2 separate regions of the Macaca mulatta genome follow, and region 2 is linked to region 1. A link is a contact called in public Hi-C data. All regions are on one chromosome and are shown on one strand. Each heading gives the region's core, a stretch centred on a gene start, on an enhancer-like site or on the middle of the called end of the contact. The rest is flanking DNA. Distances are from core to core; before and after follow the strand shown.

What was found. A called contact is a pair of places that touch in the nucleus more often than the background predicts.
Region 2: a Hi-C map of liver shows a contact between it and region 1, with 2.3 times the contacts expected there. The contact joins the promoter of PASK here to the promoter of MTERF4 in region 1. A contact is called at or near these places in 4 of 14 Hi-C or Micro-C datasets (CD4 T cells, blood, cortical neurons and 1 more).

What each region holds. Positions count from the first base shown.
Region 1 is chr12:146,362,575-146,369,752 of T2T-MMU8v2.0, forward strand. It overlaps MTERF4 (mitochondrial transcription termination factor 4), which reads right to left and starts at 4,588. Exons shown (of 5, transcript XM_077958115.1): 1 at 4,530-4,588; 2 at 3,433-3,490; 3 at 1,674-2,172. The coding sequence starts at 3,435.
Region 2 is chr12:146,418,518-146,425,695 of T2T-MMU8v2.0, forward strand. PASK (PAS domain containing serine/threonine kinase) reads right to left here and starts at 3,045. Exons shown (of 18, transcript XR_013402281.1): 1 at 2,150-3,045. It overlaps PPP1R7 (protein phosphatase 1 regulatory subunit 7), which reads left to right and starts at 3,232. Exons shown (of 10, transcript XM_015111541.3): 1 at 3,232-3,296; 2 at 6,245-6,373. The coding sequence starts at 3,245.

The DNA of each region.
Region 1 (7,178 bases), core at 3,338-5,837:
CCTCACTTGGAAAATAATTTCCCAGGCATTTACTGGAAAGATCAGAGAGTAACATGGGAGGAACCGTATTTGGGGTTTGGGTTGATGTTTCCTTCTATAATACAATAGTCATCGAAGCATTCACAACTAACATTCTCAAGCTGAACTCAATGAAAAGGAGTTTCATCATCATCCTAACAGTAATAACAACAATAGTAATCATGAGGACACACACCACCAACGCTGACGTCCTGGTTACCAGGGTCACCATATATCCTCTCCCAGCCAGGGCGCCTTGAGTGAAAGAGGCCCTATTAAAACTGCACTAACGGTGTAAACAGGGACTATTCCAGGCCTTCCTAGGGATAGCTGAGCAAAATTCAGTAATTGGAAACTTAAAGTCAACTACTTAAACTATTAATTAAAATTTTCCTAACATTTGAGTTAGTGATTATCTCAGTGTGTGAGGAATTTCAGGAGTTTAGGTTTATCTTCATCTCTTAAGGCTGTACTGAGTTTGCTAATTAATAACCACTGCACATAATGTATTAAGTTTAGACTTTTAGATTACACTGTAAGAGAGAATCTGTTAAGAAAAATATACAAGGTTACCTTTTTCTTATCTTCTAGAGAAAGAGGCCTGTAGAGATGCTGTGAAATGGTGGGTCCTAAACCTTCCACCCCTGCCTCAAAAAAAAATCTTACCAGGAAGAGTCAATCATGCAAAGAAGTAATAGTGTAACTCCTCTGGTCAAAGTGGGTAAGGGTCCTTGGAGACCCCCAACTCCTCCAGAAGGCCCTTAAAGAGATTCAAGGAACTCTGAGCATCCTTGAGATGTGAATATTGTTGGAGGCAGGAGTGGAAGGTAAGTGGAAGGGAAGGTTACTCCACCAGTTTCCCAGGAACCTGGCAAGATCTCTCATGTTCTACAGTAAATCTAAACACTCGGCTGGAATCTGTCTTTACAAGAGATGTTGGTTTGACATCACACCACAGAGACAGAGCCCTAAGACAATTTCATGTTGATTTAAACATCAAATGTTATATGTACATATATTTATCAACATCACATATCAGCATCAACCCACTGAACACATACCATGTACCCACCACAGCAGTAGGTGCTAAAGACCCCACAGTGAACAAGGCAGACAAGAGTCTCTGCTCTGGCACTCAATTTTTCCTTCTAGTCTTAACTTCTCCTTCCCTCTCGAAATGTATTCTGCACAGGCGGCCACTCCTACTCCTCACCTCCAAGCCGAATTATACATTCCTCTCCAGGAACACTGACATACTCAGAAAGCTTCCCTAATCCATCTCACCTTAGGCTGTTCTTTCCCCAACTCTGGCTCCTCTCACATTATATAACTTTTTTTTTTTTTTTTTTTTTGAGACAGAGAGTCTTGCTGTCATCTAGGCTGGAGTGCAGTGGTGCCATCTCAGCTCACTGCAACCTCCGCCTCCTGGATTCAAGCGATTCTCATGCCTCAGCCTCCCAAGTAGCTGGAATTACAGGCACGTGCCACCATGCCCAGTTAATTTTTGTATTTTTAGTTGAGTCAGGGTTTCGCTATGTTGGCCAAGCTGATCTTGAACCCCTGACCTCAAGTGATCTGCCTGCCTCGGCCTCCCAAAGAGCTGGGATTACAGGCATGAGCCACCGCACCCAGCCAAAATCTGCATCTTCTTGTACCTTCTCCAAGCCCAAGCTTTCGCAGGTAACTGGAGCGCTTCCTCATTTGCATAATAGGCAGTTTCAATAACTGGGGACTTTTCTTCAAGACCACATACACAGGCTCTGGATTCAGACCCAAGAGAATAAATTCTGAAATGATGTCCAGCAACTGTTGAAGACTGGCACCTGGTCGTATACTGAGCAATTCATTAATATGGGCATTGCTGAAACCCATGTCCAGGAGGGAACTGATGACCCTCTCTAGCTCCAAGGACCCTTGTTCCACAGGAGTCCTCTGCTTCTCGAGGCGGCACTGAACACGATTCCTCCTGCACTCTGGTTCCTGCACATAGTTATTGGATCTAACACAAGATAACTCCTCAGTGACCCCTCCATTGGAGGCTGTGGTCAGTTTGCGCAACAAGGAAGCTGTCATCCTTCTCTGTTCTCCAAGATGAGGAGTCTGCCTAGCCATCCAGGCCCAGGTGAGGGGGATCAGGCGGTGCCAATCAAGGACCTGTAAGACACAGGACCAAAAGACAATTAATTCCTCACTATCCCAGTGTAATGGACACCACAAGACCTTTGAGCCAGAGTACTTACTGCCTTGGTTCCACACAAACATACAGTTTTTAAAGCAATCTGCAAAATCATATCTGAACTTAAGCTACAGAGAAGGAAGCTCACATAGAGAGAACAGGGTACTTCAAGGTCACAGAGATGGGAGTCAAGCAGGTACAATATTGTTGGCTTTTGTAGCTTTAAGGACGGAAGCAGAGACATGGAGGAAGAGGGAAAAACCAGGTCACCTGGTCATGTGTGCCAGAAAAGACTGGACCTCAGACTGCTTTCCAGATTCATGTTCTTAAATTCATTCCACGAGAAGAATCTTGTGGGATAGAGTTGGCCCTTGAACAACAAGGGTTTGAACTGCTCGGATCCACTTATATGTGGATTTTCTTCCACCTCTGCCACCCTTGAGACACCAAGACCAAACTCTCCTCTACCTCCACGTCAGCCTAAAGACCTTATGAGGATCTGCTTCCTCTTAATGAATAGTAAATACATTTTCTCTTAGGATTTTTGTTTGTTTTTTGAGATGGGGTCTCACTCTGTTGCCTAGGCTGGAGTGTAGTGGTGCAATCATGGCTCACTGCAGCCTTGACCTCCCCAGGCTGAGGTGATCCTCCCACCCCAGCCTTCTGAGTAGCTGGGACTACAGGCGCACACTACACCCTGCTAATTTTTGTATTTTTTGTAGAGACGGGGTTTTGCCCTTATGGTTTTCTTAATAACGTTTTCTTTTCTCTAGCTTATGTTAAGAACACAGAGTGCAGTAGATAAACACGATATGTGTTAACGGACTGTTTATGTTGCCGGTAAGACTTCCAGTCATGAGTAGGCTATTAGTAGTTGAGTTTTAGAGAAGTCAAACATTATACACTGATTTTCAACTGGTGTCGGGGCGGTCTGGTGCCCCTAACTCCTGTGTTGTTCAAGGGTCACAGTAGTTAGTCAACTTGCATACACAATTCCAGTTGACTCAAAAGTCTTCAGCTGTTCAGGATGGTGCTTAACAAACTATGCACAAATCATCCAGGCACTCTAAGCCAGCAGTCTTCAACCTTTCTGGCACCAGGGACTGCCTTCAAGGAAGACAGTTTTTCCACAGACTGCTGAGGGGTTTCCGGATGATTCAAGCACATTACAGTTGTTGTACACTTTATTTCTATTATTTTCACGTTGTAATAGAAGATGAAATAATTATACAACTCACCATAATGTAGAATCACTGGGAGCCCTGAACTTGTTTTCCTACAACCAGAAGGTCCCATCTGGGGGTGATGGGAAACAGTGACAGATCATCAGGCATTAGATTCTCATAAGGAGCAGGCAACCTAGATCCCTCAAAGGCGCAGTCCACAATAGGGTTCGCGCTGCAGTGAGAGTCTAAGGCGGCTGGTCCGACGGGAGGCGGAGCTCAGGCTGCAATGCCAGCGAGGGGAGTGGCTGTAAATGCACACCAAGTTTGGCTGGCTCACTCGCCGCTCACCTCCTGCTGTGCAGCCTGGTTCCTAACAGGCCAGGGACCGGTACCGAGGATTGGGGAACCCCTGCTCTAAACCCTTCACATCGGTCCCAACCCCTTCTCCAGCGTCGACTGTCGCCCCGGGGCCAGCCTGCCAAGCCCATGGCTGCTCTCCAGCCTCCCCTGTCCAGATGCTCCCTCCGCCAGGAACACCGGGCAGTCGCTGGGCTCAGCGGGCGCAGCCCGGGAAACTGGGCTTGAGCCTAAAGACCTTTATGCGGATTCCGCTTCCTCTTAATGAATAGTAAATACATGTTACCTTCCTTGTGAAGTTCAAACTCTTGTTCAAGAGTCAACTCAGGCCGGGCGCGGCGGCTCACGCCTGCAATCCCAGCACTTTGGGAGTTCGAGGCGGGTGGATCACCTGAGGCCAGGCGTTAGAGACCAGCCTGGCCAACACGGTGAAACGCCGTCTCTACTAAAAATACAAAAATTAGCCGGGCATGGCGGCGGGCGCTGGTAATCCCAGCTACTCGGCTGAAGCAGAATCGCTTGAACCCAGGAAGCGGAGGCTGCGGTGAGCCGAGATCGCGCCACTGCACTCAAGCCTGGCGACAGAGCGATACTCTGTCTCAAAAAAAAAAAAAAAAAAAAAAAGTCAACTCTATACCCCACAAAAATTGAGCAGAGCCACGGGTCCAGGATGCCAAAACCAGGTCACCGTGCACGGACCTCCAGAAGGGCTCCACGACCTGGCCGTGAAACACCCGGCGGCCGCGGTTCCTCTGCGTCGCTGCCCCCCCATCTGCCACCTGGAGAAGCCCCCGCGCCCAGCGCGACCTCACCTGACGGCCCAACGCAGCCATGGCGCGGAGGAGATGGCGACAGCTACGGCGCCGGAAGCAGCCGTCCTCCCCGGTCCTTCACTTCCGGCCCTCGGTCCGTCACCACCGCAGTTCCCAGCGCCAGCGCGGTGCTGGTGGATCATGGTTCCGGCCCGTAGCTGTGCTGAGCCCTCACGACCCCGCGGGGCTCGGGTGTCCCGGGGCCGCCCCTCCGCAAAGCTGGGAGGCCGGAGTCGCGCCCGTCACCGCCCCGCCGCCTCTGCCGCGGCCTCAGTCCTCGGGGGCGTCGGCGTCCGGTCGTTCCCGTTGCACTGCCCGTGTCCCGCTTCGCAGAGCTCTGGGCTGGGTGAACGAATGGGTCGTCCTGGCCCACACTCGTGTTTCAGGTGACCTGAGAATTCCTCTCAAGAGGACGGGTAGATACAGGGAGAGGGGAACTGGTTCCTTGCTTCAGGAACTTCACCCGAGAGCGCAGAAATCCTTCCCGAGGCAGGAAAAACGGATTCCGTTCCAGATAGAGATATTTAAGGTTTCATTGTGTAAAAATCTGTATTCACCATGAACAGCGGGGCCACCTACGCACAAAAAGAAGTCTTTACCGCTTTTATTTCTTTTTTACTCTCAGCCAGTGGAAGATGAGAATTTGCCGTTTTTAAAAGACCCAAGTAAAATGACAGGAATTATGGGACATTTCCCTTTATAAGCAAGAGCCTTCCCAACTTAGAGGTCTGGGTCCCTGTTAGGATGAAATACAGTAAAGTTACAGCCCAAAGTGTATTCATTCTTAAATTTTCTCTCTCGACATGTTTGAGGATAAGAGCGTAGGCATCTTTCAAAAGGTGATGTTTGTGAAGAATAAAAAGGTGTGCTTTCTCAGCTGCCTAAATCCTGCCACCAAAGCCTTAATTTATAAGCATTTCTTGTTTTATCCACTTCATTCTGGACTGACATAAAGGATTTGATTCTTGCATGGGTACACATTTACATATCTGCTCTGCGCCAGGCACGGAGTTGGGTGCTAAACTGTTTCTGTAAAACTATCTTTTTTTTTTTTTTTTTAGTAGAGACGGGGTTTCACTGTGTTAGCCAGGATGGTCTCGATCTCCTGACCTCGTGATCCGCCCATCTCGGCCTCCCAAAGTGCTGGGATTACAGGCTTGAGCCACCGTGCCCGGCCAACTATCTTTTGACAAAAGGATTATATCAAAGAAAAGGAAGGTTCCAATCTGTGTAGAACTAAAGAATTGGTTTCTTTGGCAGGGTGCAAGTGGCCCACGCCTGTAATCCCAGCACTCTGAGAGGCTGAGGTAGGAGGATCACCGGGCTCAGGAGTTCAAGACCAACCTGAGCAACATAGGAAAACCCTGTCTCTACAAAAAACAAAAACTAGCCGGGAGCAGTGGCCTGCACCTGTAGTCCCAGCTACTCAGGAGCCTGAGGTGGGAGGATCACTTGAGTCCACGAGGTTGAGGCTGCAGTGAGCCGTGATTGCACCACTGCACTCCAGCCTGTGTAACAGAGCAAGACCTTGTCTCAGAAGAAAAAAAAAAAATTGGTTGCTTTTGTTGTTTGTTACTGTAATTTTCTTCTCAAAATACTTAGCTGTCAACATCTCACAATAAATTGTGTTACTGCTACACCAAAAGCCTAAGAAAATCCCATGAGCCACGCCAACTCCCTGGAAAGAATCAAGGAACCTGAACAGGTTATCTAGCTCTAGAAATAAAATGACAGCTGGGACACAGGGATTACTATGAAAAATTGACATGAGGCCAGGTGCGGTAGCTCACGCCTGTAATCCCAACACTGGGAGGCTGAGGTGGGCAGATCACCCAAGGTCAGGGGTTTTAAGACCAGCTTGGTCAACATGGTGAAACCCCATTCTCTACTAAAAATACAAAAATTAGCCAGGCATGGTGGCGGGCACCTATAGTCCCAGCTCACTCAGGAGGCTGAGGCAGGAGAATCGCTTGAACCTGGGAGGTGGAGGTTGCAGTGAGCCAAAGTTGTGCCATTGTACTGCAGCCTGGGCAACAAGAGCGAAAAGTATGTCTCAAAAAAAAAAAAATTGACATCACCTTCAGTCTTGTGTGAAAACTTTGCTCTTTTGAACCATACTTTAAAAATATGTAGTGGGCTGGGCACAGTGGCTCATGCTTGCAATCCTAGCGCTTTAACAGGCTGAGATGGGTGGATGACCTGAGGTCAGGAGTTCGAGACCAGCCTGGCCAACATAGTGAAATCCTATCTCTGCTAAAAATACAAAAATTAGCCGGGTAACGTGGTAATGCACACTTGTAATCCCAGCTACTTGGGAGGCTGAGGCAGGAGAATTGCTTGAACCCAGGGGATGGAGGTTGCAGTGAGCCGAGATTGCACCATTGCACTCCAGCCTGGGCAACAGAGTGAGACTCCATCTTAAAAAAAAAGAAAAAAGAAAAAAAATGGAGTGGAAAAATTGTCAGCCTCAGCCCCAGAACTTTCCTCTCTGGGTTCTTTCTGCAAAGAACATTTGCAAAATACCAGACCTTCCACTGCCATCAAGTCAGATGAGCTTTAATTATTGTTTCTTATAAAGAAATAACAGTTCTTGGAAAGCTGGGACTTCGCATTCTCAACCCATTAAACACCTCTCTGAAAACACCATTC
Region 2 (7,178 bases), core at 1,795-4,294, 54 kb after region 1:
AGACCCTGTCTCAAAAAATAAAATAATAAAAAAGTAATATAACTATTCAGAATATATTGTAAACGTTACAGAACCTTCTTTGTAAAAGTAACTACCATGAGATGGAAACGGGGAAAAATAAAAGTGAAGGGAGGGTAAGGGCATGCAATTTTTTGTCCTTCATGGGAGAAAATAAATAAATACCAACTAAAGTTGAAACATCAAGATGTGGAAATTTAATTAGGTTACTGAGAATTACAAGCCTATCCAGGAGGGAAACTGATGGGACCCTCTGCGGGAGCGGGGAGGACAGCAGGAAAGATGTATCCATTCCCCCCCCCCCCCCGCCATGCCTCCTGGGGCGTCTGAGGTCCCTATGGCCAGTTAGTCACTGAGCAGCACCGGCCCCTGGGGCCTCCCATGCACTCCACAGCCACAGCCTGGCCTCAAGAAAGAACACAGCCTGGCTTCACATGACCTTCGATCACTAAACTTTGATTCAAATGCTAACCAGAAATGCCTGCACGCCCAGGCCCAGGTTTTTAGAATTGTCCTTTGTATCCACTGTGAGCTTTGTATCCACGGTGAGCTGCAGAACACAAACCCAGCAGACAGCACCTAATGGTGCCGCCGAGTAACCATATTCCCATTGCTAGTTTTGATTCCAGGAGACCCAAGTGACCCCACCTGAGACCAAACAGGAGCAGGGATAGATGCAAGGAGCATAGCCGGGCGCGGTGGCTCAAGCCTGTAATCCCAGCACTTTGGGAGGCCGAGACGGGCGGATCACGAGGTCAGGAGATCGAGACCATCCTGGCTAATACGGTGAAACCCCGTCTCTACTAAAAATACAAAAAACTAGCCGGGCGAGGTGGCGGGCGCCTGTGGTCCCAGCTACTCGGGAGGCTGAGGCAGGAGAATGGCGGGAACCCGGGAGGCGGAGCTTGCAGTGAGCTGAGATCCGGCCACTGCACTCCAGCCCGGGCGACAGAGCCAGACTCCGTCTCAAAAAAAAAAAAAAAAAAAAAAAAAAAAAAGGAGCATCTCGGTGAACTTCTAGAAGCAACTGTCTCTCTCCCACCAGAACATAAGCTAAGAAGCAAATAGCTCCCACTGCTCTCAGCACAGCTGCACAATTAAAAGCAGAACCAGTTTCAGGCCAACAAGGTGAACAGTGCAGGAGAACACAGCAAGGATCTCAGTCCTGGAGGAGGCACCTGCAGAGCCGAGCCCTTCCAAGCAGAGTGACGAAGTCTTTCAGAGGCAAAGGCTCCCAGAGAGGGGCTCAGTACCCAGAAGAGTAGATGGACGTGGGCCTGGAGGGGCCAAGCACGACCCCAGAGCCTCCTAAAATTAAGACTCCTGCCCAGTCTTAATTTTATCCCCAAAATGAACTTTTAAGGATTTAATGCTTAGGAGTAACACGGCCAGACACGCATTTTACAAAGACTACTCCAGGGACCATGTCAGGGCAAGGCTGGAAAGCAGAAGAAAGGCTACAGTAATCCAGGCAAGAAATTATAAAGTCTTAAGGTAGCAGCAGAAGGATGAAGAGAGGGAACCCCTAAGAGAAAAGTCGACATCCAATGGTACTGATGCGGAAGGTAAGGACGAGAAAGGTCTCAAGACGGCAGCGCAGGCCCCTGCCGTAGTCTGGGAAAGAAAAACTCGTGAAAAGATTAAGGCTCAAGTCCAGGTCTGGGCTGGAACCAGGAGCGCTGGCGGCGCGCGCCCCCCACCCCGTGGCGCCGGCTGAGCCCGCAGGGACCCACACGCCCAGCGCGGGAGCGTGGCGGGATCTGGGCTGGTTCTCCGGGAGTTCGCCTCGCAGGGCGGGCTGCGGTGAAGAGGGCGCACAGTCCCGAGGCGACCCGAGGCGCGGGGCCGCGGCGCCCGCCAGGCAGGCTACACTGAAGGGCGCCCCGAAGACGCTGGGGGCGCGGGGCCCGGGACCAACGGCCGCAACCCCGCCGCGGTCTGGGCACGGAAAGGACGCTGGCTCGGGGATGCGTGAAGGGCGCAGGGGCGGGAGACCCGGGGTCGGGCTCGTCTGAGGGCCGGGCCGGGCGGCGAACCCTCCTAGGCCAGGAGCGCGGAGTCGCGCAGGCCCCACAGCGGCCCTCGGGAGATTGCGGACCCCGGCCCGCTCTCCCCAGCGCAGGTTTCTCACCTGGGTCAGGCGAGGGTCACGCCAAGCCGGCTTCACACCGCGGAAGGGAGCTGCTCCGCGCTTTTATCCCACCGGCCAATCGCACAGCGACTCACACCGATTGACAAGCTCCACGGACCAACCACTTGTGCGCATGGGCGGGACTAAGCCAGCCAGAGTCCAGAAGCCCGCGCTAACGGTTGCTAGGGACGCACCGGCCATTTCCCCCCCCCCCTACGGCGCTTCGGAGGGGCCAAAGCAATAATGGGCGCCTCCGCCCCCGGGCTGGTCAGCTGCGGTTTCCTCCAGTCTCGGGATCAAAATAGGTGAGTATCGCAGAGCTCGCCTCTTGGAGGCCTCTTTCTGAAGGCGGAGGACGCGGGGCGGCTCGCTCATGGGCTGGGCGGCTCCGCAGGGTAGACGAAGCCTGCAGCGTCCGCACTGGGCTGGGAACGGTTTGCAAGGGGAGCGCGGCTGGCGCCCCGGAGCCGGCCAGCTGGCTGGCGGCCCCACCATCGCAAGTGCCCCGCACCTGCCCGCCTGCTCTGAGCATCTAGAGAAGGCGGCATTTCGCATGGGTAAAATCCGCGCCTGGACGCCGGGAGAATGTTGTTGCTCTTGCCGTTCGGCCCATTGTACAGACGCAGCCAGCGAGGCTCGCAAAGCTCAGGGATGCACGTAGGACTGGCCCGCACCTTGCAGCCACGGAAAGATCCGCCTGGCCCGCGGCCCCTCCACGCCTCCGAGGTCGAGACAGTGACATAAGTCAACTCTCGAGCCCAGGGCGTCTCTCCACCCTTAGACGTCCACTCCGTCTGCCTGCAGCTACGGCCGGTGCGTCCCGCTTCGACTCCCTCTGCTTTCCTTCTCAGCTTCTCGCCTCCAGACTGTTCCGGCGCCGCTGCCTGAAATTACCTGCCCCGGGGGAGGCGCGGCGCGCGGCGCGCAGCCTCATGACGGAACTACAACTCCCACGAGGCGCTGGGCACACGCAGGCGCGCCGCGGCTGAACTCGCAGCGCCGGAATCCTATTGGCTGGGCCGACTCTGAGGCGGGAGCCCTGATTGGTTGATGGGTCTGAGGCGACAGATTCCGGAAAGGGGAAGAGCAGCCAACATGGCGGCGGAACGCGGCGCGGGGCAGCAACAGTCGCAGGAGATGATGGAGGGTGAGCGGCCCCTGCGGGCGGCGGCCCAAGGGCCGGGCGGGCGGGGGGAGCTGCGGGCCGGAACTGCTCCGTGCCTGAGAGAAACCCCACGTCCCGCCTCCGGCCGCCGCCGCGCGGCCCCCTGACAGCTGACAGCCGGACCTGGGGGAGCGGGGGAGGCTCTGGACCTCGGGGGAGCCCCGGCCTGGGGGCGGCAGCGGCCGGGAAGGACCCAGAGCTAGGGGTAGAGCGGCGGCGCGAGGCCAGGCCGGGGGTGGGGCTGAATGGGACGCGGTAGCTCCATTCAGTCCAGTTGGAGCCTCGCCCCGAGCCTCTGAGATTGACAGGCGGGGGAGCCTCCTCGGTCAGCTGACGAGGAAACTGAGGCTCTGGGCGCTGGGATCTACCCGAGTCTGCTCCTTGCTTCGCGTGGTGAGGGTGGAGAAGGGTCTTCTCCTGAAATCGAAAGGACTGTTGGCGAAGGGGTAGCAAGGAACCAGAACATTTAGTTACACAAGGTGATACCTCTTTTCAAAGCTGTCATAGTTCCAAAAAGTCTAAATTCAACTTTCTTCCTCCTCATTCATTTTGTTAAAAACAAAACAAATTTAAAAAAATGCATACATGTATATGTTATACGTACACATGTATTTATATATAATTCTCTACATATCTGTAGGTACGGTCATACGTACATGTGCAGTATGTGTATAAACATGCGTGCACACACCCACCAACTGGGGAATCAGTTGTGTCACCAAGTGCTTAAGTGCTTTTGGGTCCCATGGTTTGGTGAGGGGTACAGCCCTCCCAGAAGAGCAGTCACTGCCTCATGTGAAAGTGGTAGGGAGGAGGAATGTGGAGCTGGGGAAGGAGGGCGGGTGCAGAAGAAAGGGCTGACATGTTCGGGAGTGGTGAGAGCTGCACAAGCAGGGCCAGCTCTGAGCTGGAGCCTGAAGAATAACTCGAAGGCAACGAGGTTGGGGATAAGGTGAGGGAAAAGAGCAAGAATCACTCAAGATGAAGAAAGCTGCGGTCAAAGGGTGTGGAGGAGAGTTTGACCAAATCATATGTGGTGGGGATGGGGGCGGTGGTGTTAAGGGTCTTGGACTTCATACCCTTGGAGTCTTTTTAAGTAAGAAGTGCCTCTTCATATCCTCCCACTCCCTCTTCAACTGTTTGCATGTCTTGGTAAATGACAAATATAAAAGCCCGGCTTTTCTCTCTGTCGCCACTCCCACCCGTGTCCTATTAGTCAAGGAGCTCTGACTTTTACTTTTAAAAATAATCTCCAAATCTTCGATGCGTCCTCCATTCCCATTGCCAGTACCTTAACTCAGACCTTCGTCATCTCTAGGCTAGATTGATTGTCTCTGCTCCCCAGCCCATCGTCCCCAGCACACCAAAGTCATTTTCTTACATTCTGATCCACTGTGGCATGTTCCAGACCCTCTGCTGCCCTCAGGCTTCACTTTGGCCAACCTTCATTAGCTAAGCCCCTCCTAACCTCACACCACTCCTCTTCCTGGGGTTTTTGCACCAGGTTGTCATGCAATAAGAACTTTCTCTCCCTGAGCCTGGGCCACCAAGTGACCTGTGCCTGGTGGTGACTAATTTGTTAAATATCTACTGCATGTCATGCGTGTACTAACTGCTCTTGTGCCTTTTCTAATTTAACCCTGACAGCAACTCGCTGAGGCATAAGTTCTATACTAGCTCCCTTCCACAGACTAGGAGATTGAGGCTTTCAAATGGAAATGATTTGCCAAACCTGCATCTCTAGCAGCAAGCTGCAAACTCAGGAAGAGCATTCCAGAAATACTTTTGGACTCAAAGATCGGATTTGGATTTTAGAATTAGATCAGACTCTCTGGCAGTGGAGAATAGGTTAAACAAGGCAAGGCAAGTCGCAGAGAGACGAGTTAGGAGGCAGGGCAGGAGCACAGGCCACAGCTAACAAGTAACTGAGCTACCGTCATTGCGGGGGTAGGGAAGAAGAGATGGGTTTGGAGGGTTTGGAGCTGGGTTTTATGAGGACTTGTTTTATACAGCAATCCTTTCTTGGGTTTTACTTTGCTAGGCTAAGCAGGAAATACAAAGCTGAAATTGAACTTTTTCCCTCAAAGAGCACATCTCTTTGTAGACAAACCATAGTCAGGAAAGAGACTATTTTCAGTGTGGTTGATAATTCCAAGTAATGTGTTAGTGCCTCATGTTTTCCAGACAGACTTCCAAAAGAGGTCATGAATAAAGTTATAAAAAAGAAACGATTTGACAACCTTACCAAAGCATTTTTGCCTGACACATTGAATTGCCTTATTCTTTAATTCAAAAAATATTTATGAACCTTTAAAAGCCTTGAGTTGCTAACATTCTGTCCAGTGTCCAGTGTGAAAGCTCATTTCACACCAATGAGCTTTCTGTGGGCGGTCAGCACTACTGGCTGTATTCTCCTTTTCCTTAGTGATCCTTCCTGCCCACAATCTGATTTGAGTTAGTCTTGATTTCTTTCAGAACGTGGGCCTGTGAACTTGGCTGGTTTTCTTAGCCAGATCAATAGTAGAGCATGGATGGAGGTATGTGGCAGAAGAGTCACAGTGGTGGTCACCCAGCCCGAAAGCGAAAGGCACTCAGGCGGTGCTTCACTACCTGGTTCCATTAGTGGATTTAATCACAAGTGATCCAAGGCTTTCAGAACACTGGGCAATTCTTCACAAGCTCCTTGAGGGCAGAAGTAGTGTGTTCCTCACCTAAGTATCCATGTGGGCTCCACACTCTGCTCCCCATTCTCCCTGCTGCCATATGCCTCAAGTGGTGCTGGGACATGGGAGACACTCAAATGGTTATTGAACTGGATTCAACAAACATGTTTAAATGAAGTCCTTTTGACTTACAACTGAGTGTTTATTATATGTTCCTTAAAGTCCCATAAATTGGATGTGAATTCTCATTGACTTGTGTGGGTTCAGTTGACAGGCGGGTCGAGTCTGAAGAATCCGGCGATGAAGAAGGGAAGAAACACAGCAGTGGCATCGTGGCAGACCTCAGTGAACAGAGCCTGAAGGATGGGGAGGAGCGGGGGGAGGAGGACCCAGAAGGTACCAGGCCCAGCTCCCTTGGGGGACATCTGCTTTTTGGGGGATGTGGGCTGTACTGCATATGGTCTGTCCCTGGGTGTGGGTGATGTGTGGTCTGGGGAAGGACTGCCGCGCTCCTTAGGGGCCCTCAGTGGGCCAGGGCAGGTGGATGTGCTCTCTGAGGCGCTCCCTCAGCAGGCTGACTCATTGACAGCATTTGCAAAAAGGATGTGGTTTTTTTCCAATTCCACTGAAGGCAAATCCTAGCACGGATATGGGTACTAGTATGCCATCTGGGACAGAACCACGACGTTGTTGGCCGGATGTGGTGGCTCATGCCTGTAATCCCAGCACCTTGGGAGGCCGAGGTGGGCAGATCATGAGGTCAGGAGATCGAGCCCATCCTGGCCAACATGGTGAAAACCCGTCTCTACAAAAAATACAAAACTTAGCCAGGCGTGGCGGCGCGTGCCTGTAATCCCAGCTACTCAGGTGATTGAGGCAGGAGAATTGCTTGAACCCAGGAGGCGGAGGTTGCAGTGAGCCGAGAACGCACCACTGCACTCTGGCCTGGGTGACAGAGGGAGACTTCGTCTCAAAAAAAAAAAAAAAGAACCACAACATTGTTTTATTAACCATATGTTTAGGAAGCCAGATTTGAAATAAACGTTATGGCTGACTGCTGTGTTTCCGTGTCCTACCATAGCAATAGAAACCTTTAATCTCTTCAGAGAAATTATTTCTGAGTCTTGCCTTACCATTTTTATAGGCCTAAGGATTGACTTCTAAAGTGCCTAGATGTGGCTGGGCATGGTGGCTCCCGCCT